Regions from separate parts of the Rattus norvegicus genome. Here region 2 is linked to region 1. The links are chromatin contacts, called in public Hi-C maps. All regions are on one chromosome and are shown on one strand. Each heading gives the region's core, a stretch centred on a gene start, on an enhancer-like site or on the middle of the called end of the contact. The rest is flanking DNA. Distances are from core to core; before and after follow the strand shown.

Region 1 (2,514 bases), core at 11-2,510:
CACCCAGCCCTAAAATCCATCTTTTTTTATTTTCTTCTAATATTTGTTTGTCTTGGTTTTTTGAGATAGTGTTTTTCTGTGTAATAGCCCTGGCTATCCTGAACTTGCTTTGTACACCAGGCCATCCTTTAACTCACCTAAATCCACCTGTCTCTGCCTCCTGAGTGCTGGGATTAAAAAGTGTGTGCCAATCCAGCAGGGTAAACTTTGAGGCTGGCTTTGAATCTATTAAGCAGCCATCAATGACCTTGATCAACCTGCCCCCACCTCTCAAGTGTGAGATGACGGGCGCACACCTTCACAGAAGCTATTTAATTTTCCAATGGGTTCTCACTCTGTAATCCAGGCTGGCCTAGACCCCTTGGGATCTATTTATTAATCCTCCTGCCTCAAACCAAGTACCACAATGAGAGGTGTGTGCCACACCAGTCATAAACCAGGCATTTCGAGGTTAGGGAACTGAACACTGAACCTGGGACTGACTGGGAGTCAGGGACGAGAGCAGAACGCTATTTTAGACCAAGTGGTGGTTCCCACCATCCTCCAGCACAAAGAGGCTGGAAGTGATGAGTTTACTGCCATGTGTCCCCGAGGGAGCACTTCCACTATCCCAGTGGGAGGACTTGCCAGGTCTAGAAGGGCATCCGACCTTGATATGGTGAGAAAGAGGGAAGGAAGACACTGTGGGCTACCACACCCCAGGGAAAAGACCAACGGAAGGAAGAGGAGGACTTGCTCCCCAGGGGAGGTCTCCTAGCAGAAATGAGGCCTGAACTGTGAGAACGCCCAGGAGCAGCAGGGCAGCCAGAGGTCAGAGTCCACGGCCTGCTGAAGACCTGGCCTGGCCTTGGGCTCTAGGCACTGTGCCCACTCTCTGATCTGCCACATTGTTCAGCAATTTCCTCCTCTGAAAGTAGAGGGGGGAGTCCTGGGGGGGGGGCAGGGCTCCTAAGGCCAAGAATGGCCAACAGTACATTGAGCAGGGTGGGGTGGGCCTCCACAGGGAAGGGGCCTCAGCTCATTCCCATGACTGGCTGCCCTTCCGGCTGCTTGGGACTGTGGGACTTCATGGGAAAAGTCTTGGGAGTGCTAGTACAGTAACTATGAGAGTGTGTGTGTGTGTGTGTGTGTGTGTGTGTGTGTGTGTGTGTGTGTTTATGCAAGACACATTTTCCACTTTAGGCATAGGACTCTGCCCTTTGAGAACTAGTTACCAGGGTATGTTTGTTCCCACTGGACTCTGTCCAGAGAGAAGCATAGAAACCAGCCCTAAAGCCTGAAATTACCCTGGAGGCCACTGGACCAACTCCCTGGGGCTCTCCTCACTCCTGGCAATACTGATCACCTGACCTTTCTGGACTAACAGGGATCCTTCTAGAACTTCCTAGCTTCCCAGCAGAACTCTTATTACTGGGTGGATGTAAAAAAGCAGGTGGAAACCCATGAGAGTCAGAAGCCAGTCAGCCAGCCATTTCCACAGCATCAATGAGACAGTCCAGAACCCTTTGGAACCACTGAGATAGCAGAACCAAGCCCATGGCCATGGATGGACAGAAGCCCAATGCTCTGCCTTCAGGCAAAAGGCTCTAAGAGTACCACAGGCCAAAGGTGGCTCCAGCCCCAGCTTTTCTAACCAGCACAAAAATTAAGAACTTTGTGAGTCAAACAGATTTCAAACAGTGATCTATAATCTAATGAAAATCAATAGAGCTGGATGGTGGTGATTCACGCCTTTACCTCCAGCACTAGGGAGCCAGCCTGGTCTACATATTGAGTCCCAAGTCAGCCAAAACTACATTGTAAGACCCTGACTTTGAAATCGGAACACTGAAAATAAGGCCAGCATTGAGCACATTCCCCTTAGACCTGGCACTTGTAGTCCCAGCACTCAGAAGTGCTGTGTGGCCGGGTGTTGGTGGCAACGAACCCCTTTCAGCCCAACACTCGATAGGCAGAGGCAGCAGGGTCTCTTTGACTGCAGGGCCAGCCTGGTCTACAGAGAGAGTTCCAGCACAGCCAGGGCCACACAGAGAAACCCTGACTCAATAAACAAACAACAGACCCTGTTTGAGAAAACCACACTAGAGGCGAGGTCGTGGTTTAGTTGATAAAGCATTTGCCTAACACTCGTGCAGCCTTGCGCTTGACCTTTAGCACCAGTGCTGCTGGAATTCCTTCCTGTGGAAGACAAGCAACAGTCACCCTCCTCCTAAGGTCCCAGGGACAAACGGCTGCACCATTCCACCAAACATCCCTCTGGGAAGCTGTAGCACTTACTGGACTTCCTCACTGAACACAGCTGAGGAAATGACATACAGGGGTGTGCGTACTCCTCCAGGTAAAGGCCATAAGTCTTCAACAAGAAGGGGTGAGGGCTTCTAGAGTCTTCCCCAGTCTGTGGTTCTCGACCTTCCTAATGTTGCAACCCTTTAACACAGCTCCTCATGTTGTGGTGAGCGTCAGCCATTACCATTAAATTATCTCTCGGCTACTTCATAGCTGTAATTTTACTAC
Region 2 (2,514 bases), core at 10-2,509, 110 kb before region 1:
CTTAGAAGTTAAACTAATTCTATTCTCTTGATGCATTTTTTAAAAGATTTTTGTGGTGTTTCAAGTGGATCATACATACCACTGAAAATTGGCAGTTATGTGGCTGGGGAAATTATCACACAAAGTGACTCCACGTTTGTACACACCACGTTAGCGCAGATCGGTTCCACCTCTCTGCAGACTCCTACACAGCTGGTGGAATGTCTGTTTCAGACAAAGCTGCCATAAGGCATTTCTCGGTTTGATTATACATATGTGCTTGGGTTGAGAACGTAGGGATTTGAAAGCAGTCTCAGAAAGAGGCTGACACTTTTCCCCCTCTAGTATCTCTTGTTCTTTCCCATCTCCTACAAATGCCAGGTGGAAAGTCAGACTGTGATATACTCGGTGTGGAGTTGGCCTTCAGAGTTACTCAGGGTAACGACAAGCTGAAGTTTACCGCACTGACTCCATAAATATGACACACAACCAGTTCTTTCTCTAGCATTAAGACAACAATTATTTTCAGTTTCAGTGCCGTAGAAAGCTGGCTTTGCGTTTGAGAACAGCGTTGATGGATAATATGTATTCATAAAGTCTAAGCTTTACCCTAAGACAAACAAAATACTTGTGTAATAAGAGGTGCATAGTGGGGTTGGGATGACAGCTCAGTCAGAAAGCACAGGTAAGCACAGCGACTATCTCTAGCATCCATGCAGAAAACCGGACTGCTTCTCCTAATGCTGAAGAAGCCAGAGAAAGGTGGATCCTTGGATCCTTAGGGTTGGCTGGCCAGCTAGCCTAGTTGGCGGCAAGCCCAGGTCCTAATAAAAGACTTCTCTCAAAAAACAAAAACAAAAACAAAACAAAACAAAAAACAGACGAACAAAAACCACCAAGGACCTCTGTCCTCTCTGTACATGTACGCATAAATATACTCACAAACCACAAACACACATTTAAAAGGAAAAGCAAAGAGGAATGGGAACCTGGTTAGGTTAACAGAGGGTCAGATCGGTCATCTAGGGCTCAGTCCAGGGTGTACACTTAATGGCTAGATAAGGCCCTCCCTGTTGGGGTTACTCATTCTCTTGCAATTGAGGATGGCCTCAGTTTTCCTGAGTTTTCTGTGACAGAGTCCCAGTTATCCCAGGTAGGCCTTGACATCCTCCCTTTTCCGCTTTCCAGCTGCTCAGATTAAGTGCTGTGTAATGTAGCATTGCCACGGGGAAAGACCAGCAGAGTTTACATCTGCTGGGGAATCAATCTGGCTAGACCAAAGCACAAAGTTTTTCCCAGAACAGCAAATTCCAAGCGTGTCCCATGTACATGCTAGTCCCACGTAGTTGCTCCTTAGCTTTTGTAAAACGAAGCTACTTTCCCTTTGTGTGTGTGTGTGTGGGAGGAGGTAATGCGTATTGATCTTAGGACCTTCACATTCCACCCAAGACTCTGCCACTGAGGTGTATCCCCCAGACCTTGGAGAAGTTTTTTGGTTTAGTTTTTCCCCTTTTCTATTTCTTTCTCTCCCCACTCCCCCAACCCCCAATGGATAAAGTAGGGTGGTTTGGAAGAATTGTGATACCAAACAGCTAAAGAATCACAAACGGGTGGTGACTGTGAAACAGTGATGACGTACTGTACAAATTATTCCCAACAGCATTGCTACATAGGGACCTTTAGACTCATGGTTCGCCTTCCTCGTCTTCTAGAGTGCCAGGATTGCAGATGTTTACCACCATACACATCAGTACTGCCTCCACAGGTCAGTGTTCAGAGCATTGCCATCGTGAAATATAAAACCCGAGTGAGCCGGAGACATGACTAAGCAGTTAAGAGTGCTTGCTGCTCTTAGAGAAGCCCCATGTCAAGGGCTCAGAGCCACCTGGAGCTCCAGTAAATGAGATGCAGTGCCCTTTCTAGCCTCCACACAGACACTGTATAGACATGGTGCAGGTATAGAAAAACAGGCAACATGTATAAACATAAATAAAAGAAAATTTAAAATGTTAATATCTTTAAAACTATTTATCTGCTGGACATAGTGTTGCACACCTTTAATCCCAACACTTAGGGAGACAGGCAGGAAGGTCACTGTAAGTTTGAGGCCGGCCTGGTTTACAGTGTAAAAAGAATTATGTGTTCTAGATAACCCATATAGAAGACACAAATCCTGGTGTTTTGTTGATAAGCGGTAAGCCTAGATTGGGCAGGTTTTGTCGTAAGTCCCTTGTCCCTTGCTGTTTCGTTCTTGACCAGGCTGTCCTCAGGGCCCATTTCTCCGGGCCACGTGCTCATGATCCAGCTGGCTTCCTGGCAAGCTCCTCCTTTCTCCATGCCCTTCTCCCTCCCCTCTCGATTCTCCTCAGATCCCTCACTCGATCTCCTCAAGTCACACCTTTCTCTCCCTACTGCCCAATCACATGCTCTAACCTTTACTAACCTATTAAAACTTTAAATTGAGGTACACATGATGTATGTCACTTGATGTACATGAAGAGCTCCTCTTTGTGGAACACCAGATCTTGGGGGCCA

The links. Hi-C and Micro-C count contacts between places; a contact is called where the count stands out from the background.
Region 2: a Hi-C map of liver shows a contact between it and region 1, with 2.0 times the contacts expected there. The contact joins two enhancer-like sites. A contact is called at or near these places in 2 of 12 Hi-C or Micro-C datasets (kidney and liver).

What each region holds. Positions count from the first base shown.
Region 1 is chr8:75,088,482-75,090,995 of GRCr8, reverse strand. No RefSeq gene overlaps it. Among named protein-coding and RNA genes, the nearest start is that of Oaz2, 5.1 kb to the left of the region's middle. Within about 2 kb of position 1,260, at least 19 of the 93 cell types and tissues checked have an H3K27ac peak or open chromatin away from gene starts, as enhancers often do. A contact at or near this core is called in liver, where this site is marked.
Region 2 is chr8:75,197,411-75,199,924 of GRCr8, reverse strand. All of the region lies in intron 1 of Zfp609 (zinc finger protein 609), which reads left to right. Among named protein-coding and RNA genes, the nearest start is that of Zfp609, 14 kb to the left of the region's middle. Within about 2 kb of position 1,259, at least 6 of the 93 cell types and tissues checked have an H3K27ac peak or open chromatin away from gene starts, as enhancers often do. A contact at or near this core is called in liver, where this site is marked.